7 separate regions of the Mus musculus genome follow, and all the other regions are linked to region 3. Evidence: chromatin contacts called from public HiCAR-type, HiChIP or PLAC-seq and promoter capture Hi-C data. All regions are on one chromosome and are shown on one strand. The core of a region is the stretch at or near the end of the contact, and the rest is flanking DNA. Distances in the headings are between cores, read along the strand shown. Region 1 holds the start of Nipsnap1 (nipsnap homolog 1). Region 2 holds the start of Rasl10a (RAS-like, family 10, member A). Region 3 holds the start of Mtfp1 (mitochondrial fission process 1). Region 4 holds the start of Nefh (neurofilament, heavy polypeptide). Region 5 holds the start of Drg1 (developmentally regulated GTP binding protein 1). Region 6 holds the start of Thoc5 (THO complex 5). Region 7 overlaps Ap1b1 (adaptor protein complex AP-1, beta 1 subunit).

What was found. Promoter capture Hi-C pulls out the DNA fragments that hold promoters and counts their contacts. HiCAR-type assays count read pairs that join an accessible place to other places. HiChIP or PLAC-seq counts read pairs in DNA pulled down with a chosen protein or histone mark.
Region 1: an H3K27ac HiChIP or PLAC-seq map of stem cell-derived neural progenitor cells shows a contact between it and region 3, with 10 times the contacts expected there. The contact joins the promoter of Nipsnap1 here to the promoter of Mtfp1 in region 3. A contact is called at or near these places in 1 of 39 promoter capture datasets (the SN4741 cell line), 8 of 115 datasets of contacts at active chromatin or transcription factors (bone marrow-derived macrophages, embryonic stem cells, epiblast stem cells and 4 more) and 1 of 9 other capture datasets (pancreatic islet).
Region 2: an HNF4G HiChIP or PLAC-seq map of pancreatic cancer cells shows a contact between it and region 3. The contact joins the promoter of Rasl10a here to the promoter of Mtfp1 in region 3. A contact is called at or near these places in 2 of 39 promoter capture datasets (liver and pre-B cells), 1 of 484 Hi-C or Micro-C datasets (embryonic stem cells), 5 of 115 datasets of contacts at active chromatin or transcription factors (astrocytes, embryonic forebrain, embryonic stem cells and 2 more) and 1 of 9 other capture datasets (embryonic stem cells).
Region 4: an H3K27ac HiChIP or PLAC-seq map of embryonic stem cells shows a contact between it and region 3, with 8 times the contacts expected there. The contact joins the promoter of Nefh here to the promoter of Mtfp1 in region 3. A contact is called at or near these places in 1 of 39 promoter capture datasets (the SN4741 cell line), 2 of 484 Hi-C or Micro-C datasets (both in embryonic stem cells) and 3 of 115 datasets of contacts at active chromatin or transcription factors (T-cell acute lymphoblastic leukemia and embryonic stem cells).
Region 5: a contact with region 3 is called in a HiCAR-type map of astrocytes, with 5 times the contacts expected there. The contact joins the promoter of Drg1 here to the promoter of Mtfp1 in region 3. A contact is called at or near these places in 2 of 115 datasets of contacts at active chromatin or transcription factors (astrocytes and extraembryonic endoderm stem cells) and 1 of 9 other capture datasets (adipose tissue).
Region 6: a promoter capture Hi-C map of pre-B cells shows a contact between it and region 3, with 8 times the contacts expected there. The contact joins the promoter of Thoc5 here to the promoter of Mtfp1 in region 3. A contact is called at or near these places in 5 of 39 promoter capture datasets (the 3T3-L1 cell line, 3T3-L1-derived adipocytes, hippocampal neurons and 2 more), 5 of 115 datasets of contacts at active chromatin or transcription factors (the 230-238 cell line, astrocytes, extraembryonic endoderm stem cells and 2 more) and 1 of 9 other capture datasets (embryonic stem cells).
Region 7: a contact with region 3 is called in a promoter capture Hi-C map of liver, with 2.8 times the contacts expected there. The contact joins the enhancer-like site here to the promoter of Mtfp1 in region 3. A contact is called at or near these places in 4 of 39 promoter capture datasets (hematopoietic stem and progenitor cells, hippocampal neurons, liver and 1 more) and 4 of 115 datasets of contacts at active chromatin or transcription factors (acute myeloid leukemia, astrocytes, fetal liver and 1 more).

The regions. Positions count from the first base shown.
Region 1 is chr11:4,872,291-4,875,566 of GRCm38.p6, forward strand. It overlaps Nipsnap1 (nipsnap homolog 1), which reads left to right and starts at 1,661. Exons shown (of 10, transcript NM_008698.3): 1 at 1,661-1,813. The coding sequence starts at 1,716.
Region 2 is chr11:5,056,211-5,059,399 of GRCm38.p6, forward strand. Rasl10a (RAS-like, family 10, member A) reads left to right here and starts at 1,918. Exons shown (of 3, transcript NM_145216.4): 1 at 1,918-2,314. The coding sequence starts at 2,096. It also overlaps a transcript of Gas2l1 not described here.
Region 3 is chr11:4,094,038-4,097,057 of GRCm38.p6, forward strand. Mtfp1 (mitochondrial fission process 1) reads right to left here and starts at 1,394. Exons shown (of 4, transcript NM_026443.4): 1 at 1,179-1,394; 2 at 352-479. The coding sequence starts at 1,245. Gm51935 (a long non-coding RNA gene) reads left to right here. Exons shown (of 3, transcript XR_003949843.1): 3 at 617-705. Sec14l2 (SEC14-like lipid binding 2) reads right to left here. Exons shown (of 12, transcript NM_144520.2): 12 at 3,002-3,020.
Region 4 is chr11:4,946,485-4,949,628 of GRCm38.p6, forward strand. It overlaps Nefh (neurofilament, heavy polypeptide), which reads right to left and starts at 1,580. Exons shown (of 4, transcript NM_010904.3): 1 at 574-1,580. The coding sequence starts at 1,450. It also overlaps a transcript of Ap1b1 not described here.
Region 5 is chr11:3,264,873-3,268,221 of GRCm38.p6, forward strand. Drg1 (developmentally regulated GTP binding protein 1) reads right to left here and starts at 1,591. Exons shown (of 9, transcript NM_007879.2): 1 at 1,397-1,591; 2 at 1-18. The coding sequence starts at 1,438.
Region 6 is chr11:4,893,660-4,896,721 of GRCm38.p6, forward strand. It overlaps Thoc5 (THO complex 5), which reads left to right and starts at 1,684. Exons shown (of 20, transcript NM_172438.3): 1 at 1,684-1,719. It overlaps Nipsnap1 (nipsnap homolog 1), which reads left to right. Exons shown (of 10, transcript NM_008698.3): 10 at 1-542.
Region 7 is chr11:4,996,897-5,000,032 of GRCm38.p6, forward strand. The region is part of intron 1 of Ap1b1 (adaptor protein complex AP-1, beta 1 subunit); the gene reads left to right. Among named protein-coding and RNA genes, the nearest start is that of Ap1b1, 12 kb to the left of the region's middle. Within about 2 kb of position 1,630, at least 49 of the 459 cell types and tissues checked have an H3K27ac peak or open chromatin away from gene starts, as enhancers often do. A contact at or near this core is called in liver, where this site is marked.

The sequences.
Region 1 (3,276 bases), core at 411-2,910, 780 kb after region 3:
TTGTTTTTCTCCTATACATCCTGGACTTGTGGTTAAGTGTCTCCAGCTGCACCCCACCCCAGCTTGTGCTTATATATACCCATAGCTGCCTTACAATAAATGAGACTGGAGACTGGAGACTTGATCAGACAGGCTGTCTTGTCTCCACTCCATTCTTCACATCTCTTGCCCCCTCAGTTCTCTCTCTCTCTCTCTCTCTCTCTCTCTCTCTCTCTCTCTCTCTCTCTCTCCCTCTCTCTCTCTCTCTCTCTCTCTCTCACCCTGTTGTCTGACCCACGGACTGGGTCACGTTAGTATAAGCCCAAAGACCTTAGTTCGATTCCCAGCACCACAGCAGGAGAGGTTGCTTGTAATCCCAATGTTGGGGAAGCATAGACAAGGAGATCCTTGGGGCTCACTTGCCAGTAGCCTAGCTGATGGAGGGGGCGGGGCATGGCTAACATCTCTGCCTTGGAGGTTTCAGTCAGCAGTGATTGGAGTGATTTGTCTGCTCCACCAGGCCTTGGCTGCCAAGAAGTACAGATAGGACTTGTTCAGCCAACCTTTGCTGTCTCAAGATCTTAGATGAGACCTAACTTGCCAGACTCACAGTTTGAAGCACTCCGGAAGTTAGTTATACCGGCTGTAAATCCCCTGCACCGAATTACAGTCGGTGGCTTGGCATCCTCCCCCACCCCACTCCCCCGTTGGTGTGTCTCTGTCCCTGTGTCCCCCAGGGGATCAGAAGGGATCCATCTCTGTGTGGGCTGAGAAAGCAAATATAGAGCCTCCAGGTGAATAGACAGTGAAGAGAAAATGTTTTTTGTTTGTTGTTTTAATTCCGTAGTCTCTTTTTGTTGTTGTTTTGTTTTGTTTTATTTTGTTTTTCGAGACAGGGTTTCTCTGTATAGCCCTGGCTGTCCTGGAACCCACTTTGTAGACCAGGCTGGCCTCGAACTCAGAAATCCGCCTGTCTCCCGAGTGCTGGTATTAAAGGCATGCGCCACCACTGCCCAGTTCGTCTCAGCCTCTTAAGTGCACCATCACACTCGGGCTTTGGAGAAAGAGCATCCTGCTTGCTCAGAGTCTTGTCCATCTGTTTTAAATGGTTAAAGAGACAGTTCTGCCTTTAAAAGCTCTTGGAGGAGACCTGAGTTTGGATCCCAGTACCCATTAGAGTGCCTCAAAATCTCCTTTAAACTCCAGTTCCAGGATATTTGAGGCTTCTGGACCCCCCCCAGGCTCTCTCTCTCTCTCTCTTTTAAAAATTGTTATAGATTTTGTTCTTTTGAATAGACAAATATTGTCTGTTGATGCCTTGACACAGAAGAACACAAGATGTAGACAGAACATTTGCCAAGCCATGTGTGAGGTCCTGGGCTCCACCTCCAGCACCCAAGGAGGAAGGGAACTCACATAGTTTGTGAACAATTTTAGGGGTATAAAGACTGTCTTTAGTTTATCCTCAGAATGTCCAGGACATACAACCCTGCGATTATCGAGATGAATTCCCAGGTACAGAGGGGAAAAGGTCGTTGAAGAGAACAGAACTAGTTAGCTGCAGAGTTTCAAGAGCTCGGAGGTGTGGGTATGGACTGTGCAACTGTAGAGTTGGGGGACTCCCACCTGCTTGTGTTTGAAAGGGAAGCTGGCGAGGGGAGGGCGTGGTTTTCTCTAGTCCTGCCCCCAGCCACTGGGCTGAGGCGTGGCTTTCCTCCAACCTGCTCCGGTCCAACATGGCTCCGCGGTTGTGCATCATCTCTGCAGCGGCACGGCGGCTATTCACGAAGCCGAGACCCCGTGCTGGGGACCTCGCGGCTGCGGGTGCTGTGCGGTGAGAGGCCGACGGGGCTGACTGCGTGCCCGGAACAGGAGCAGGGGAGGGGGCTGGAATGAAAAACAGACTCTCGGATTTGGAATTGAGGGGTTAGAGGCAGAGAGCTACCAGGATGTAGGCCTGAGGCTGAGAAAGAATGGGGAAGGTGAAAAGGTATGGGGATGGTTTTGGTTTTTAAACAGGTTCGTACTACATGTGATTCGACCTCGGAATCTTCTTGCCTCTGCCTCCCAGATAGTGAGGGTGTGCACTACCATGCCTAGCTGGGCAGGTTCTTTGTCCTGTTTGGGACCTGGATCTGGGCTGAGAATAAAAAATGAGGTGAGTGGGAGGGACAGGTTTTGAGCCCTGGATCCCGGACGAAGGCAGAGGATATTGGCAGCCTTTTGCCTGGCCTTTGTGGTTTAGCACGCGCTGGGGTCTTCTGAGCCAGCAGAAAGTTTTGGAAGGAGAGGAGGACTGGGGGTACGGTGGGAATTCCCAAAGTGATTCCGCACCCTGCTTTGTACAGGTGGGTCAACAGAGTGGGGTGGGAGCTGTTCAAGGTCAGCGTCCGTGCCATGTGGAGGCAGCTCTGGATGTTAGGACCCAGGTCTTACGATGCACTCTGCACTTTGTACCACGGCTGGTGGCCTCCTAGGAGAGAGGCTCAATTCTGGCTTTGGAGAGCTTGGCTTCCTTCCCCTGACTGGCTCTGGGCTGCTCCTCCCTCCTCGATGCCACGCCCGGTGCTACCCCCATCTCTGCACCTATCACCCGGAGCACTTCTGACCCTGCTCTCCTGTTTCCCCAGCCCCACACCCTCACAAGTTTTAGGACAGGGTTTGTGCAAAAAGCATTAGCTAAAGAAGTGGAACACCTGCCCTCACACCTGTGGAAAGGGACCTGCGTTACTCCTGCCCCAGCCCAAGAATGTGGCCATGGAGTTCCGTTAGATCGCTGTGCACATTAGGAAAGCACGGATAGAAGAGTTGGGACGCGTGCCCTTCACTTCCGTGCTGGGTAATGAGAGAGAAGCCGACAATGGGAAAAAAGCCTAGAGTGTACCTTGTAAACTCAGCCTTTTCTGGAGGGATGACCTTGGGTAGGAGGAGAAAATAGGATGTGTCTGATAGCCTTGTTTTCTATTGCTAGGAAGAGAACTCAGGAGTTTAGGTATGCTAGGCTAATGTAGTGCTCTCTCCACCAAGTAAACAATGACATCTCCAGCCCTCATTGGATTAAAGAGACCATGCTTATGCCTCAAACAATTTCTGTCATTGTGAGAAAGGATATCCAGAAAAATAATCTTTTATAACATTTAAAAAAATATTTTAAGCCTAGAGGTGGTGCATGACTTCAATTCAAGCACTCAAGGCAATCAGATCTTGGAGTTCAAGGCCAGTCTGGTCTACAAAGTGAGTTCCAGGACAGCCAGGGCTACACAGAGAGACCCTGTCTCAAAAACCAAAAGGAAAAAA
Region 2 (3,189 bases), core at 668-3,167, 960 kb after region 3:
CATCCCACGGAGCCCAGAGGGGCAGATGGCCCAGCTCAGGGCGCGACCACACCAGCCTGGATAAGTGGGATCTGCTGTTGGTAACTCTGTTCCAGGGATGGCGTCTTCCACAGCACGGGAGTTAGGCATACTGCTGCACATATGTAATTCAGGTACTCGAAGGACTGGTGCAGGAGGATTAAAACTTTGAGGTCAGCCAGGCATACTAAATGAGACTGTTCAAAAGCTTTGAAGTCTCGCTGGGGCCCAGAGCTTCCTCACCCACAATCCTCTTGCAACTCCCAAGAAAGCCCCGGCGTGGCCGCTCTGCTAAGAAAGAGAACTCTGGAGCCGGGCCTAGGCACAGGCAGCCCCAGCGAGACCAGCCAGGCGGTGTCTGCCTTGTCCTGCTGTGTGAGGAGAGGAAGGGGCTGAGTTTATCCACTCCTTTCTGTTTCTGGAAGCGAAAAGCAGCTCACAAACCCCAGAAGCCTGGAAACCTGTAAATGGAACAGAAGTCATTCTAGGGGAATCTCAGCAAGAGGGGGGAGGGGGGAAAGCCAGCTGTCGCTACTCTGAATTTAAAGACCTAGAATATCCCTAGTGGCTGAAAGGGGGAAGAGAGGTGGGGGTGGGGGTGGTGAAATCAGACCAGGCCCTAAGTCTACCTGGGGAAGAGGACTAGACATTAGTGTTAAGGAATACCTTCCAGCTGCTGTCACCTGTTCCCCGCGGGAGGGTGTGCCTCCTTCCCCCTTGACGGGCTAGTTTCTCCTGCCCTTCCTTCCACTTAATTCCTGGCCAGGTAGACATATTATCAATGCCTTTAGAGGCCTGGATCTAAGTATTTCTAGAGCCTTCTCTCCTAAGGGAGAGGAGACAGTTCTTTTTCCTTTTGGCTCCATTTCAGCATTCTGGCCACCTGTTAGACTTGAAGCATTCGTTGAATGAGTGAGTCTTGTTCAATGCCGGGTGCCTGCATTTCACAGTACCTGGGTGGAGGGCAGAGGCCTGGGAACTCCTCCAGTGTGTGGAGACTGGAGGGCCGGACGGAGGTTGGGCAAACCCAGACTTTCCGAACCCTCAGAGGAGCTTCCGAACTTGTCCAGGGAAGAGGGCATGGTGCACCCCTGGGACAGACTCTGGGACAGACCCGTGGATCTGTTTCTTCGCCTCCAACCTGTTGGGGCAGTGACTGGGGGCTGAGTTGCTGAGCAGACTTCTGTGCTGGGCTCAAACCCTTCTGTCTCCACTCCCCACCCCCTCTGGGCTGGTCCTTTGAAACAGTGTTCTTCTAGTCGTTTGTCCTTGTAGGTGTAATGAAAAGTGGCCCGCAGGCCCGGGACGGAGTCCCAGTGTCCTTCTCACTTTGAGATACCTCTCCAGGGTCTCAGTTCCCTCCTCCTTAAACCACGAGTACCCAGGTTGAGGCTGCGGTTCGAAGATGATGCAGGGGAGAGCCCAGAAAAGGAGTTGGTGCCCAGGGTCTCACAAAACAGGAGGAAGCTTTGAAGCCATCGGCCTTTGGTGGACAACCGGGATGCAGACAAAAAGTCCAATGCGACGATTGGCCCAAGGTCATTCAACCAGGACTGGGTCTGACCCCAAGTGGCCTGATTCTAAGAGCCTGGGCTTGGTCAACAGCCAGGTTGCAGCCAGCGGTGTTGGAGGAACAGGGAGGTGGCGCCCAGCGGCTTCGGTTTTGAAACGGTTGAGGGAAGCTGACTGCCACCTGGGGAACCAGGCTTTAACAAGGCGACCCGCCTGGCAGTCACTGGGCCGCGACCCTCCCCGGGAGGGGCGGGGCGGACAGTTACCTCATCGCCGCCTCCGGGAGGCCCCGCTCGCTTGCTCGCCCGCGCGGCCGACTGGGGCGGCGGCTCCCGGCGCCGGAGCGAGAAGGGGACGGAGCTGAAGGTGGGGGCGGGTCTGCACCGCACCGGGTGCACTCTTCCTGCGGAGCTGCGGGTGCGTCCGCCCGCTCGATCCTCAGGCCTGGCCTCTTGTGGCTGAGGTGCTGTAGGCGACGCGATGCGGGTATCCCGGGCCGGGCAAGCAAGGCGCAGAACGGGCTCATGAAGCTCCCCGGTGCCAGGCGCGGGAGCGCGGGCCAGCCATGGGCGGCAGCCTGCGGGTGGCTGTTCTGGGTGCTCCGGGAGTGGGTAAGACCGCCATCATCCGCCAATTCTTGTTTGGTGACTATCCTGAGCGCCACCGACCCACGGACAGTCCCTGCCTCTACCGACCCGCGGTGCTGCTCGACGGCGCGGTCTACGACCTGAGTATCCGCGATGGTGACGTCGCTGGACCCGGCTCAAGCCCCAGAAGTCTTGAGGTAGCGGTTCGAGGGGGCCAGGGGTGTGTGTACACTTGGTGCCCATGTGTACTGATCCAGGGCGCCCGAGCCCGTTCTGGGATTGAAGTGTGTGTGTCTAGGTAGTTTGCATACGAGCTTCCTGCGCTAACCTGTAGGTGCCCTGTGGCTGTTTCCTCTCTCTCTCTCTCTCTCTCTCTCTCTCTCTCTCTCTCTCTCTCTCTCTCTCTCTCTCTCTCTTTTGTTTTTGTTTTTGTTTTTTTCGAGACAGGGTTTCTCTGTGCAGTGCTGGCTGTCCTGGAATTCTCTCTGTAGACCAGGCTGGCCTTGAACTCAGAAATCCACCTGCCTCTGCCTCTCAAGTGCTGGGATTAAAGGCGTGCGCCACCACGCCCGGCTCTGTGGCTGTTTCTTGTCTTCTTTGCCTGCCTAGGCTGGTGTCTGGGTCAGTGTGTGGCACAGCTTGAGCTGAGCCGCGCCGCTGTGACAGACTGGACCAGACACAGGAGTACCCTTTCTAGAGGGGGCCACCGCACCCTCAGACTCCCAGTCTTTGGCGCTGCATTCATTTCAAAGCTGGCATTTGAGCAGCACCTGGGAGGCTAAATGAAGTTTTGGTGAAAGAAGCTGTAAGAATATTGCAAGGGGGAAAGAGCAGCAAGAGACAAGCCAGAGGCTTCACCTGTACAGCTGCACCAGGACAGTCAGTTACCATCTGTCAGCCGGTGGACGGCAGATCCCAGGCTCTGAGGCAGTAGGAGCATAGTAGGTTGACGGGTGGCCCAGGAAGTAGGAGGGCTAAGGACTGACAAGATCCAAGCACGGCTGGGAAGTCTGGCCTGTGGGAGGGCGCGTCCCATCCGGAGTATTGCTGGGAGGTGACGGGGAGTGAGGTT
Region 3 (3,020 bases), core at 144-2,643:
AAGGTACAAAGACATTTAGCCCAGCTGGGGCAGAGGTAGGAAACCTATAGACAGAAGCATGCCGGTGGACCAAGGAGGAAGAACATGCGGAGGTAGTAGGGTAGAAGGCAGCTGGGTGGAGGACTGGGCTGTACTACATTCAGGGTTGGGGGTGATTTGCCCACATCCAGGAGAGGTACCAACTGTCACCTCCTACCCAAATGGTTTGGTCGGGTGGGGATGAACAATCCTACAAACAAGATTAGCTTATGGACTGCACTATGAGACGCTAACGGGGATAGGGCTGTCCCCACTGCAAGACTGCATACCACCCACACTAGGATGGGTTGGAAAGGGTTAATTAACACTCACCTCTCCTGCCTTCTTGCCTTTGTCTATGGCATCGGCCAGGACATAGGAGCTGGACACACCATAGCTCAACCACACCACAGCTGCAGGAACCAGCGAGCGGAAAGCCTCCCCCACCTCATTGGCGTAGCCTGGAGGGAAAAGGCATTTAACTCTCTGGCCCTTTCCACAAGGGGGCGCTACACAGAAAGCTGCTTCTAACCCTAACCTCTTAAACTACAGTGCGGCAGGTGACCTCAGTCAAGTAACTTTACCTTTTGGTTTCTAGGCCCGCGGACTGACACCGACAATGAAGTTCATGGCTCACTGATCAAAGTCCCCAGCCGTGGTTCTGGGGATCTGCACCAGGGAGGCGACCGGAGGCCACCGAATCACTGAGGGTGGGCTCCACTGACCAGTATCAAGTGCCAGGTCTTTTAAGGCCTTACCTCAGCCCGCTCTTACAGTCAGCACCCGACAGGAGTGCCTCGCATTCAGCCCTTTTTACAGAAGAGAAAACTGAAGCTTAGGAAGAGCCTGGGAAAGGCAGACTTGCTAGGAGTCCAGATCCTCTGACGCCATGGCTAGTGCACGGTCATGGCAGAGGGCAACCCACACACTCGGTTTGTGCCTCCAGAAGAGCCCCGTGGACAGATCTGAACCAACAGGGTTGTGTGACCTTGGACAAGTCCCTAGCCTTCTCCTGAGCCCTGTCTCCAGGCCAAGCCGAATAAGAACTAAGCCCCTTTTCAGACTCCAGATCGGCAACCCGGTCCATTGCTTCCCCCCCCCCCCCGCCCCCAGCCCCTCCGGAGTGGTGGGGTCGCTGCGTCTGTCACTCCCACGCTCACCCAGGTAGCGCACCCACGTGTCCCGGTAGAGGTCGCGCTCGGCGCCCTGCCGCTGCTGCTCCGACATGACTTCCCCGGCAAGGTTGGAGTCGCTGCAGATTAGAGTCTCACCACAACTGTGTCTCCACTAGCACTTGGCTAACACCAGGCAAGAACCCGCCAGTAGTCCGAGGCTGAAGGACGGGTCCCGCTATCGCTAACGCCACTGCAGGGAGTGTCTGAAAATTGCCTTATACAACATCCAAGCCCCTCTCCTAGGCTTGGGTTTTGCAGACAGATGGTCTTGTTTTCTCTGAGCAGTTAATGCAAAACTCTCCCAGACATGACTAGTTTTTGGAGTTAAATAGGTCAGAGTTCCAATCGGAGAATGGAATCTTCTTAGGTGTGCGGCTTCTAGGAAAGGTGTATTTCTCTGAGCCGCGGTTCGTGTGTAAATGGGAGGCGTGCCAACATTCACTGCCTTAGACAGTCGCAAGGACTAATTAATTATAACAGTCATCATGTGTCCAGTAGACTCAAGTTTGCTTCCTTAAGCTCTGGCACTAGCGTAGGGTCCTACTTTACAGTAGGGAAATAGAGACACAAAGAGGACAGCCACTCTCCTGACTCATGCAACTGTTAAAATGGAAAAGGGAGCTAGGGAGTTATTACAAGGGGCAAAAGCACTCTGAATCCTCTGGGATTTCAGAGGGGCAATGCTATGGCCCCTAGAGACAAATCCTACTTGGGCCGCCTAGTAGATGTAAGCCACTTACACACACACACACACACACACCGCCCCTCCCCCCACTCCCCACCCCGGTCCCAACGACCACGTCTGTAAAGCAAAATGGGTGAGAATGGAGAGATGGCTCAGTGGTTAAGAGCGCTTACAGCTCTTCCAGAGGGCCGGAGTTCCAGTCCCAGCATCTACACGGGTGTCTCACAGCCATCTGTAACTCCATCTCGGGGGAATCTGACACTTCTGGTTTCCACAGGCAGCACCCACCTCCCCCAAACACACACACCTATACATTCACACATGAGACACACAGATAAATTCAAATAAATATGGCCTTAAATCTCTTATAAGCCAGGCATGGTGTTGCATGCTTTCATCTCAGAATGTAGGAGGCAGAAACAGGTAGTATTATGTGCGTTCGAGACCAGCCCTGTCTACACAGGGAGTTTCAGGCCTGGTTGGAGGCTACACAGTACAAAAAATATCCAGCTAGGTAAGAACAGGGTCTTATCTAGCTTTGCACAGTTCTTTTAGCTTTTTTAGATCCGAAAGGTGTATACCGACTCCCTTCGGAAGCCAGTGTTTTCAGCCCGTGTCTTCTTGAAACTTGTGGGTCACCGGGGACTGAGCCCGGCGCGGGTGGGAAGGTAGAGTGCTGGAGCGGAATTAGGAGACGGTCCCTAAAGCCACGTGACGCTAACCCTCGGCCTCCCTCCCATTTAGTACCCGCTGCGCCGGTCACCGCGGGAGAACCGCCCAACCCGTCTGGAACCACCGAATGGGGCGGGGCCTCCGCCCTCACCGTGAAGGCTCTCGGGAGCATCCGAATGCCTTGAACAAAGATGGCGGACGACGCTCACCGGCTGAACCAATCGGAAGGCAACTTGTTAGGACTTCGGAGAACGTTGTCGCGAGAGGAGAGGAAAGGGACGTTACTGTCTCTCTGTGCGTGCCTGTGTCCGAGTGTCGTGAGAGTAGAGGGGAAAGGAACAGAACATGTGTGTGTGTGTGTGTAATTTTAGCCTGCTACTTGGCATCTGAAAATTTGGGGTCTAATGTAAGAGACCGCTAGGAAGCCGGCGATGGGCAATGAATTCTGCTCTTTGCTTTGAAAATTGATC
Region 4 (3,144 bases), core at 330-2,829, 850 kb after region 3:
GGGAAAGAGGAAGGGGATATTAAATAACAGCCATTTACAGCAATGAGGTCCACATGATGGTTCCGTACTGGCTAGAAACGGCATGAAAATGAATGGCTTTCATTTTTACACAGCAATTACTAAAATTCGCGATGTTATGTACTGAGCAAGTAGTGGGACGAAGCCTGGTAGAACGAATACTCCTGTTCCACCCACTGCGCAGGGTGCGCAAGAAAGGGTGGGCAGAGTTGGCATGGCAAGCGGCTGCTGGATACCTGATACGCTGGGTCCAGACGGGGCTTGCTCCATTTCAGATGGGAGATCAGTCTGAATCTGGGGTCTAACAGTGTGTGGGGCACAGGGGTTGGCCCCGGTGTTTAATTACAGACATAAAAAATGTGGAGGGTGGTTTCCTTTTTCTAAAGGAAAATCCAGAGTTGGGGCGCCCCAAGGGAGGGTCTGGGTAAAACCGCTACTTTGTCAGGTGGCATGCACCTCGCAGCGGGTCTAGCTACTTCTGAGAGGAGTCCTCTCGGGCTGCTCACTGCTCCGCCAGGAGGGGGCGACCCCTTCCCACCCCGCGCTCCCGCGCACCTCGGAACCACTCCTCGGACTGCAGCGTGCTCTGCACCGCGTGGCCTTCGAGCTGCGCGCGGATCTCCCGCAGCGCCGACGTCACGTCGCACTTGAGGGCGTCGCGAGCCTCGGCCTGAGCCTGCGCCTGCGCGGCCCCGCAGCCCTGGATCTGACCGAGCAGCTCGCCCACCTCCTCCTGGTGGTGGCGCCGCAGGTAGCCGCACTCCTCCTGCAGCGCCTGCGCCTTCTTCTGCAGCTCCACGCGCGCCGCTTCCGCCTCCTGCGCGAAGCGCGCCAGGGCGCGCGCCGCCGCCTCCGCCTCCTCACGCTGCCGGGCCTCCTCGTCCAGCCGCTGGCGGACGTGAGCGATGTCCTCCAGCAGGTGCTCCTGCTCCAGGCGCAGCTGCCCGCGCGCCGCCCCGAGGCGCAGCACGGCGCCGCGCATCTCGCGCACCTCGCGCTCGTACAGCTCGCCCATGGCGGCGCGGCCGGCTTGCTGCTGCCGCAGCGCCGCCGCCTCGCCCTCCAGGCTGCGGTTGTGCGCCTCGAGCTGCCTCACCTTGTCGATGTAGCCCGCGAAGCGGTCGTTCAGAGCCTGCAGCTGCTCCTTCTCGCTGCGCGCCGCCACCGCCGCCACCACGCAGCCCTCTGGGCCGTTGCTTAGGGTGTCTAGCGAGTCGGTGCTCGAGGCGGCGCCGCGGAAGCGGCTGGGTGAGGCGGACACGGAGCTCACGGACGTCCGCGCCCACGAGTGGAAGCCGCTGGAGGAGCCGGCCGCGGAGCGCGTGCCGCCCGGGCCTGCCTTGCGGCTCAGCGAGTAGTGCAGGCTGCCGCCTCCGTGCAGCGGCGCGAACGGGGCGCCCAGCAGCGCATCGGCGCTGCCGAAGCTCATCATGGCCGGAGCAGGTGCGGCCGCCAGCGGAGCGGGAGTGCGGGGCTGGGACGGGGCAGGCAGCACTGCGGCAGCTCTGGGACTCCGGCTCTTTTATATCCGCGGTGGCCCGGTCCGGCCCCTCGGCAGTGGGGGGCTGGGGAGGAGGGCCCCACCCTCTCCACCTCCTCCCCCGCGGCCCCGGGCCGACCGGCTTCTCCGCAGTGAGAGGGGCGGGGCTGGGGGGGACGACCCAGGAGTGAAGGGGAATCGACGCATCGTCAGTAGAGCCTCCCGAGGTCAGACCAAGGAGTAAAGGACTTCCGGAGCGGACAAGTGCAGACCTCCAGGTGCATGTCGGAAGACCCTATTAGTCAGAATAAGACCCTCAGAATAAGAGAGGGCACTGGAAATAGGGAGAGGATTGCAGAACTGATGGGTCAGGGCGCCTTCGGGTTGAAGCAGTGGGAGACTGCAGTGATTACTATGAGAGGACACCCCCACTTGAGAAGCAGCACAGGGTTGGTTCCCTGATAGTTAGAGAGGACCTTGAGATGAGGAGTGCAGACTGCAGTCACCCACGAAGGGATTCTGTATGGGGTTGCATGATGGATGCTACTGATGATAAATGGGGACCTTCTAGCTGGCGGTGCAGTGTTCCCCAGATACTACAGCGGCCCTGGGCCACCCAAAGGGGCTTAAGGAACTGTACAGCTGGCTTCGGGGTTGGGGTTGGGGTGGGCGTGGAGTTTGAAAGGACCGCAAAGCTACCCTGAGAAGGAGAACACTGCAGACGGAGAAAGGGAGCGCTGGGTGAGAGGAACGTGGTGCTCTCTAAAAATTCCAGTGGCCACGACTGGAAAGTGGAGTCTCCTCTTGCCCGGAAAGGAAAACTGCCTACGAAGAACAGGGGGTCCCTCAGTAGGCAGCAAGAGCCTCAACACCGAAGCCAAGTTCTGCCACAGGGTGGGGTTAGCTTCTGTGCTTCGCTAGCTGAATGACCTTGTACAAATTGTGTTCTCCTATGTTTGGTTTTCCCTTGTGTGCAAGAGACAAGATGCAGCTCCAAGCTCCCATGTGCCCCTAGGAGGTTCGAACTTGGGAAATGTCTGGCTGATTTTGGGGAGGAGAACCCACATATTGCCAGTCGGAATAGTAACCAGTTCCTCTCACCTGAGAACTTTGTCTTTCTCCCTTCCTTGCCCGATTTTTCTGCTTTATCTTGGCATCTCATTCCTTTTCCAGAATAGATGAACCAGTACTGCCGTAAGCATCCCCTTTCATGCTCCGAGGAAGTGGTGGAGTGGTTTTTCAGTACCAAAGTCCACCGACCTCCATCATGAGCCCTACTGAGGCTTCAGGTGAAAGGGCGGGGACGGCGGAGGGGCTTAGACTTGGAGCTCTTGCTTTATTATACGGCTCGTTCTTGGTTTGGTTTTCCGGTCAAAAGCGGTGTTAGTGGACGGAGCCGCCCGTGCCGCTATCGCTTCAGCACCACGGACAGCAGCCGCTCCTCGGATGGGAAGGGTTAAATCTATGCCTAACGGAGTAGGGAGGTTCCATAGCTTTTCCAAGCAGTCCCTCTGTGCGGTACAGGGGAGGATTGGATGAGTCATATGACGGGCTCGAAACGACCTACGGTTGTATGTAAGTGACCCACCCCTGCATGTCCTGTCCAGTGCCTGGCTCTCTGTGAAGTTCTTTCTCCCTGCAAACCT
Region 5 (3,349 bases), core at 341-2,840, 830 kb before region 3:
CTTCTGAGTCCGAGCCATCTATCAGGGAAGAATCACAGCCATAAACTCTGCAGCGTTCCAGGGGAAAAGTCCTGAATGCTCCCAGAAGCTGAGAATATGTTTTGGCTTTCTAATGTCAGTGTAACCATTTTAATTTTTCTTAACACAGGGTCTCTTTATGTGGTCCTAACTGTACTACAACTTATTATGTAAACCAGGTTGGCATTGAATTCATTAGTGTACCACTGGCCTCGGCCTCCTGAGCTCCACCTAAGAATTATTTTTTATCCTTAGACGCCCACAATAGAGGTGAAGGTGAACAAACTGTCTATTGAAATACTGCTTCAGGGGAAGACCAAATGGCTCATATTCACGAGCATCCAGCAAACTGCAGACTGAAGAGGATACAGGCAACTAAGTATTTTTTAAAAAGAAAAACCAAGCCTGGCTAATGTCAGCACTCTGGAGGCAGAGGCAGATCTGTCTGAGTTCAAGGCCAGCGTGATCTACACAATGGGATCCCTGACATCCAGAAGTATGTAGCAAGACCCTGTCTCCAAACAAAGGAGAGAGGTAGAGGGAGGGAGAGAGGGAAAAAATCCAGGGCCAGATAGACACACTCAAGTGCACTTGCTGCCAAACTTGGAAGACCTAAACTCAATCCCAGAAACCATGACTGAACAGAACGATTCCCCTAAGTAATGCTGAACACACACACACAGAAACATAAAAATAAACTGAATTCCCTCTCCCCTCTCCAGTTCATTCTCTTCACCACAAAAGAAACAAACGAGACCCAACGTGAAAGGACCCACGGTCATTCGAATTTCTATCCACAGAGGGAATTAAAATGCATCTGCTGATTCGTTTCTACGGTACCCAATCTAAAAGAAGGGTGTCACATTACGGACTTTAAAAAGCCCTGAAGGTCTCAGGGATGACGCGCCATCCAGGTACAATCTACTTACTCCCAGATCTTACCGTCACAACCAACGGCGTGTAAAAGGGGACCACCAGTGAGTGGCAAGTGGGCAAGGAATAACGGGACAAGACCTCAAAGCCCGTGATCGGATCACGGAGTCTGGGATATAGAAGTCGTGTGGCTCAGAGAAAAAAGCAAGAAAAACAGAAATAATGTCGAGACATGCGCCGAAAACCGGAGCAAGTGCTGGGTGTGGGATGTGGGAGGTTGCGCAGAGACGGAGCTGGCGGATGGGAGCTGAGAAGCCCAGGCCCGAGGAACTGAGGGAAGGGGCTGCATGGGGACGGGGCTGCGGCAGCGCAGGTTTAGACTACGGGGGCGATGGCAGCTGGTGGCACAGGGGTGGAAGCCAGGCCCTGACGCCGCGGACGCAACACCGGAGGAGCCGCAGCGCCGCAGAAGGGCCAGGAGAGAAGCGCCGGCTGCGCCTTTTACCTCGGCTTCGATCTCCGCGATCTTCGCTAAGGTCCCGCTCATGGTGGCGGAGGGCTTAAGGCCACACCAGCCTCCACACTGGTTAGGTCCCCCTTCTCGCGCCCGCCGCGCCTCTGGCCACCACTGCAGCGCGCAAGCGCGGGATCTGCTAAGCTCGCGACACGGTTCCGCGAGAAGTCCGCGCCGACGCTCTCGGAGATGGGCGGTCTCCGCCTTCTCCGCCGACTCCTCCCTGTCCCGCCAGCCAGCGCGGTGTCATAGAGCCCGCAGTGAGGTGACCAGAGCGGTCGCTCGGGCCAACTTCCCGGAGCGCGCCGAGGGTCGCGCGCAGCTCGGCCCCACCCCGCCGGACCTGCGCTCGCCCCTTCGACTCCCGTGCCCAGCGTGCACCTAAACCCGGCGACCATCAGAGTGCGCGCAGATACTTGGAAGCTCCCTTTCTTCATCAGGACAGACCTCGGCTTCCTGGGTTGTAGAGAGACTCAGAGGGGTGGGGGGTTGTAGAGAGACTCAGAGGGGTGGGGGGCACAATTTTTGAGGGATCCTTTGTTTACCAGGAACCCTAAAGAAGGAGTGTGGCACTCAACGAGCCACAGTTAGTGGATCGAATGAGCTCTTCCAGAGAGAGCCATTACTTGGAGAAGCTATCATGTTGAAAAGTTGGAAATTATGTTAGCACAAATTAGAAGGGAATGCATAAATAAATATAAAAGCATTTTTATTGTGTAAAATAAGGTTACAGCCACTAAAGCGTAGTGTGACTGGAAGTGAGTCCCGAATTTGTCAGATGGACAAATAGAACTGTGCCTTTTATCATTATACTCTCTAGGCTGTTTGTTAGAAATACACTTAGAGAGGCATAGGGTAGTGGTACCCACCTTTAATCCCAGCACTTGGGAGGCAGGCGGATTTCTGACTTCGAGGCCAGCCTGCTCTACAGAGTGAGTTCTAGGACAGCCAGGGCTATACAGAGAAACCCTGTCTCAAAAAAAAAAAAAAAAAAAAGTACCGGAGTGTGTCTCCTGGTGGTGCTGAGACCAAGGATCTCCTGTGTTCAAGGCAACCCTCGACTACCACACACCATGCCAGAAAGTACATTCTAGGAAATGTAGATAAACCAGATGATAGAGGCGCACGCCTTTGATCCCAGTACTCAGGAAGCAGAAACAGGTAGATCTCTGAGTTCAGTTCCAGGCCAGCCTGGTCTTCAGAGCAAGTTCCAGGACAGTCAAGGCAGAGAAAGCTATCTCGAAAAACTGGGAAAAAAATAAAATAAAAAAGGGAAAAAAAGAAAAAGGGAGGTAAAAGAATGGTTCCCATAGGAAGGTTTTTCCTGTAATGCCGAGGACTCACTCATGACACTTAGATCGGGAGGATCCCCCTGAACCCTGAGGGGAGAATTGTTTATGGGTCTGATGATGAGGGACATAGAGGGACCGACCATTTGCTTTGTGTAATTGTTTAATTGGGCTTTGGACACGGGTGCATACTTTCTTTTATCTAACTGTGTAACTTTGAATGATCTAAAATTAATTATGTAGACCAGGCTGGCTTGGAACTCCCCCAGATCCACTGACTCAGTGCTGAGGTTGAAGGAGTATATCACCACTCCACCTTTTACTTTTGAGTTTTTGTTTTTGTTCTTTCTAGACAAGTCTCTGTGTAGCCCTGGCTATCCTGAACTCACTCTGTAAACCAGACTGGCCTTGAACTCAGAGATCTTGCCTGCCTCTTTAGTCCTGAGTGCTAGGATACTCTGTTTTCTGATTTTTTTTTTTTTTTAGCTTATTACTATTGGTTCTACTTTCTCATTAAATTTTTACAAATTATACATTTTATTTAGGGTATGTATAATTTATATGCATAAAATTATGGATATTTTCTATGTATAAATTATATATACAAATATAATTTATGTGCATTGGTGTGAGATCGATGTGAGCTGCCATGTGG
Region 6 (3,062 bases), core at 434-2,933, 800 kb after region 3:
AAGTCGTGACAGTCAGGAGGAAATCCAGAAGTTATCAGTGTCAGTAGGTGGTCCAGAAGTCTACTTAAAGGGCTAGGAAAAGGGTGGGAGTGGGAAGGATCTGGGTACATGAGACAGCCTTGAAGCAGGAACCCTTCACAAGTGGGCACATAGGATTCAGAATTTAAAATACAGAATTGGGAAGACAGGACAGAGGTGACAGAGGATCTTAAGGGAGCACCCTGTTCCTAGACAGATGGAGAGGCGTATCCATGTTTTCCTACATAATGTGGTTAAAACTTGAATTTGTGCTTCAGCTCTTCTGTACTTCTTCCTTCCTACAGGCAAAAACACAGGCTGAGACCTATAGTTCCATCAAATTCTTTCTTTCCCTTCTTGACATTGTCCCCCAAACCCTCATTTTGCAGAAACACTAGGTCTGTGGAGTAGGTTGTGATTCTGGGGTCTCTTCAATGACCCCGGTACCTCATGAACCCCTGCTTAGCATGGTTGTGCTACCATCCAGGAGAATGTTGATGGAACCAAATTAAATATTTACTGTACGTTGTGGTGTTGTCTTCATCTACAAGGAATCTCAGTAGTTGTCTAAGGCAGGGCAGCTTCCAGTTGGCTGAGGGTTACACTGGCTTTGATCTCTTAGGGAGACCGTCTTCATCTTCGTCCCAGAGCAAGAAAAGGAGCTGTTTCGGCGCCACAAGGTATTCAATGTTCATGTTTGCAGACAACCAGAATTTACTCCAGAAATGCCAGGCATAGGAAACATCTGAAGCTTACAGGTACTGCACTAGAGTCTTGGGGGAAAATAAAAAATCAAAACAAAACAAAACAGTGAAGCAGGAAGCAGGTGTAATATAGGATTATGCCCCTGCCTCAGTTCCTTTCTGGGTGTAGTGACTCCGATAGTATCAAGAAGTTAGAGTGGGGGGGGGGGGCGGTGGTGGCACACGCCTTTAATCCCATCACTTGGGAGGCAGAGGCAGGCAGATTTCTGAGTTGGAGGCCAGCCTGGTCTACAAAGTGAGTTCCAGGACAGCCAGGGCTATACGGAGAAACCCTGTCTCAAAAAACAAAAACAAGGGCTGGTGAGATGGCTCAGTGGGTAAGAGCACCCGACTGCTCTTCTGAAGGTCCAGAGTTCAAATCCCAGCAACCACATGGTGGCTCACAACCATCCGTAAAGAGATCTGACTCCCTCTTCTGGAGTGTCTGAAGACAGCTACAATGTACTTACATATAATAAATAAATAAATCTAAAAAAAACAAAACAAAAATTTAAAGAAGAGTCAGGCATGGTGACACCTGCCTAAGTCCAGCGAGTCCAATGCAGGCGGATCGTAGTGACCAGCCTGATCTATATAGCGTTCAAGACCCGCAAGTGTGCTATGTAGTGAGGCCCTGAACAAAGTCAGAAGACAAAATCCACTCCTGTTCAAATGATAGCACAGCGACACTTGTGCTTTCTTGAGATACCACAAACTCACTCGAGTGAGTCGGCGGAGGGCCCACTAATTCACACTCCGGTGAAGGGGCACGAAGCACAGACTTGGACATTATCGCCCCAGTTTCCCAACTTAATAGAACTAGACTCGCCCCTTCCTTGCTTCCCAAGCTGCATCTGGCCTTCGTGTCTCACTTCCGGCCTGTGGCTCTCTTCTTCCGCTTCTCTATGGTCGCGAGCCGGAAGTGGCTACCCGGCTGGAAGGCGTGAGGAGCATTCTGGTGAGCGAGGGTAGAGGGCTGCTGGCTGGGGCTGCAGGTCCTCGCTGGGCGATCCGGGCTTGATGTGCAGACGGCACGGAGCGTGTCCGCGGGCTGGGGTCCTCACCTGTCGGGGTCCCCCAGGCTCGTGGCGGTTTTCTAGGAACTAACCGGAGCAGCATCCTCTGTCCCCATTGTAGTCTCCCGAGAGTGCTGCTGCTGGTGGTGACCCTCGTCGATGGTCCTCTTGGGCGTGTGGCAAACGCTCCTGGGTGGCGGTTGGCTTTCCCGGGTTTTCCGTGCCACCCTTGTGGGTTTTGTCAGATGAGTCCGCCACTCGTTTACCTGTCACCGGCAGCCTCCTGCGGTCCTCTGAGAGAGGCGTTACCATCGTCGCGCCGCACCAGACTCCAAGGAGTCGCAGAAAAGAGCTTTTATTGCTGGAGCAGAAAGGCTGAGAGCGCGAAGTGCGGACGTTACAAGGGCAAAGAAGCTTGGCTTGGCTTTTCTTTATGTTGTCCGCTCTATTTCCTAGCTAGCTGGCTGGACTTAGTGTATTTGCTTCATTAAATATTTTGCTTATCTTAATTTCTAAGAAAAGGAAAACAAGAATTTTTTTTCTTAAGTTATACTGCAAAGGGCTCGGGCAGTAAGAAGAGGTGCCACCTGCTCCGTTTTAATGAAGATTTTAAATGCAGTCACTATAGTCCTGTCTGTCTGGCAGCTTCTGTAGTCCAGGTTGGCTTCACATTGGTAAAGATCCCTCTGCCTCAGTCACTCAAGCTCTGTGATTCCTGATATTTACCACTATCCTGTCTCACAGCCCATCCGCCCCTCCCCCCTTTTTTCTTGGAGACGAGATTTTATTATGTAGCCCAAACTGACTTTTGAACACATTATATAGCAAAAGCTGATCTGGAACATCTCGTCAGCCAGCTCTCAGTCTGACCTGTTCTCATTGCAGGCATGTCCCGCCACACAGTTTTATGCAGTCCAGGAGATCAAACACAGGCGTTTGAGTATGCTAGGCCAGCACTCTACCAGCTGAGTAATATTCCCAACTTCACAGTCACTTTTTAAACCTATAGTTACTTTGGTAGAAGAAAACTTGGGTCTGGTCTGCATGCCATAAATAGGAAATGGCTTCCACTTGTCTTATGATATTGATATAACTGCATAGTATACATAGTATGATGAAAACATTTATTAATAAATTCTGTCTTGGTTTCCTTGTCTAAGATTCTGAGAGAGAATCCATTTCTTTTTAAATTATTTTTATTTTATGTACATCGGTGTTTTGCCTGCGTGCGTGTCCGTGTGAGGTGTTAGATCTTGTAGTTACAGTCAGTTGTGAGCTGCCACGT
Region 7 (3,136 bases), core at 380-2,879, 900 kb after region 3:
TGAGGAATTCCGCTGGTATATGTGGCAGCTTGTATCCTGTACCCTTTAGTCTGACCTATATTCAGTTCTACCAGAGCTTCGTTTAGAGGAAAGTATTTGCCTCCCTGGACTGAGTGGGACATGTGACCTCCTCATAAGACAGTGTTAGAGGGTGTTGGCTTTATTGCTTTCTAGCTGTGTGACTCTAAACAAATGTCTTAACCTCTCTCGGTCTCAGTTTTCCTTATCTGTGAACCTGTGCTATTGATAAAATCTTCTTCACAGATATTATGAAGATGGAATTTTTTTTCTCTCCTTCCCTTTCCCCTTCTTGCTCTGGCCCTACTCTCTCTGGGTCCTGCTCCGGCCCATAGGCTCTTTATTTGTTTCTCATTATGGATGGTAGTGAGCTATCATGTGGTTGCTGGGATTTGAACTCATGGCCTCCGCTGAGCCATCTCACCAGGAACTTTTTTTTTTTTTTTTTTTTTGGAGACAGGGTTTCTCTGTGTAGCCCTGGCTATCCTGGAACTCACTCTGTAGACCAGGCTGGTCTCAAACTCAGAAATCCACCTGCCTCTGCCTCCTGAGTTCTGGGATTAAAGGCGTGTGCCACCATGTCCGGCTGGAACTTTTTTTGTTTGTTTGTTTGTTTTTGTTTTTGTTTTTGTTTTTCGAGACAGGGTTTCTCTGTGTAGCCCTGGCTGTCCTGGAACTCACTTTGTAGACCAGGCTGGCCTCCAACTCAGAAATCCGCCTGCCTCTGCCTCCCAAGTGCTGGGATTAAAGGTGTGTGCCACCACGGCCCGGCTCCGGCTGGAACTTTTAATTAATACTTTTGTTATATAGTGTGTGGAAGTCAGGACAACTTACAGGGTTTTTTCTCTTTCTCCACCACATGGAGAAACTCAGTTCATCAGACTTGGTGGCAGGCACCTTTACCAGCTGAGCCATCCTTACCCCATGAGAACTAAATTTAAAATTCCGTGTGGGGTCTGGCCCACAATGTATGTCTGTTTGTCATACTTCTGTAAGCACTGTCTTTGTTCTGCATTTCATGCCAAGCCTGAAGAACATGGAACATTTTCTCATAGTTGCCGAGCTGACTTGAAAGAGCCTGTTTGTATGAGTCTGGAGACCACATTGTCTCAGAGAGGTAGTCTGAAGTGCTTTGTCTGCCGACGACTCGCCTTTTGGTCTTGGAGTTAGCCTTCCCTGTTTCCCTGTCCTTAAAATGGGTGTTCGTGCTCACCTGGGAGGAACCATTTCCTTTTTAAAGACTGTAGCTCCGGGGTAGTTTGCTTTGTAGGTATGACACTGGATTCAGTCACCAACACCACTAGGAACACTGAGTAAGATGAAAGGTTGTCAAATGGGGAGAAGTGCCTGGAATCTTGCTCAGCCTCACAGGCAGGGTCACAGTTAGGCAGGGGACATTGGTGTGATAAGCCAGTCTCTGTCCTTGAGACAGCTAGCTGAAAGAGCTGAGCACACTCCAGCTCTCCTGTCTTAGGTGAGGAAGAAGCAGCAACCCCACTCTAGCCTCCATTGTGTGTATTTCCGTGTGTGCTGGATGAGTGTGTAGATACAGTCACGTGTCTGTAGAGGCCAGAGGTCAACTTGGAGGTATTGTTCCTCGGGCATTAGCCATCTGGATCTTTGAGAGTTTCTCACTGGCCTGGAAATCATTAACTAGTTTAGTTTGCCTGGTCAGTAAGCTCCAGGGGTTCACCTGGTGGTCACAAGTGCAGCTCCAGCTTTCTTCCCTGAGCTCTGGAGAACTCAGGTCTTCATGATTGCTTGGCAAGCACTTTACCAGCTGGGCTTTCTTTTTGGTTAAAGAATGCCCCTTTTCATTCCCTCTCTTTCTTAGCCTTTCCCCTTTCTTTCCTTTTTCTGAGACAGGGTCTCCCTAGGGAATCCAGGCTGACCTGGAATCCATGATCCTTGTTCTTCAGCCTCCCGAGAACTAGGATTGCAGGTATGGGCCTCTGTGTCTGTTCTGACTTACTCCTGATGGCCCTTGAGATCCATCTATCCTTGTGGCAGGTTTCTGAGCAGCTGTTGTCAGGAAGGGATGGAACAGTTACAGCTCCAGCAGAGACCTTCAGGGGTCAGTGTTCCCTGCCTGTATATATCTATATCCATGCATTCAGAAGTGCTGCTGCACCTGAGTCAGACCTTAAGTTGTTCTCATCTCTGTCTGTTTTGCTGATCAGCTCCCTTGTCAACTCACCATGTGCCCTCAGTGTTCAGTGCATATACTTGCATGCCACCCTCAAAGCTTCTCAATGCAGAGATTGCATGGCCTGGAAGGAAGAAAGGCACCACTGGCCAGTGTCTGCCCTTGTGGACAATGGAGCACTTTCCTCCTCAGAGTGGTATGGTCTTCCTTCCTCCTGAAGACTTAATCACCCGAGCATGGTGGTGTATACCTGCAGTCCTGTCCACCAGCTGAGGCAAAAGAATCATGAGTTTGAGGCTAGCCTGACTTACATAATGGAGTTCTAGTTCTTAGTTACTTTTCTTTTTTCTTTCTTTTTTAAAGATCTATGTATTTATTTCATGTATGTGAGTACACTGTCACTGTCTTCACACATACCAGAAGTGAGCATCGGATCCCCATAACAGATGGTTGTGAGCCACCATGTGGTTGCTGGGAGTTGAACTCAGGACCTCTGGAAAAGCAATCAGTGCTCTTAACCACGGAGCCATCTCTCCAGCCCTTTAGTTCCTTTTCTATGCTGTGATAAAATACCGTGACCAGAAGCAGTTGGGAAGGAAAGGTTTTATTTCAGTTTACAGCTCCACACTCCAGCCCAGTGTAAAGGAAGTTAGGGCAGAAGCCGAAGCAGAAGCCACAGAGAATGCTGCTTACTGGCTTATTACTCAGCGTGCTTTCTTCTACACCCAAGACCACCACCCACACAATCATTAATAAGATGTCCTACAGACTTGTCTACAGACAATCTGGGGAAGCCATTTTCTCAAGCACACCTCTTCTTAGATTAACAAAGCATCAGGATAGCTTGTCTCAAGAATTTAGACAGGGCCTGTGAGGTGTAAAGGCCCTTGCCACCAAGCCTCATGAACTGATTGAGTTCCTAGAGTCCACATGGTGGAGGGGGAGAGCCAGCTCCTGCAAGTCGTCCTCTTG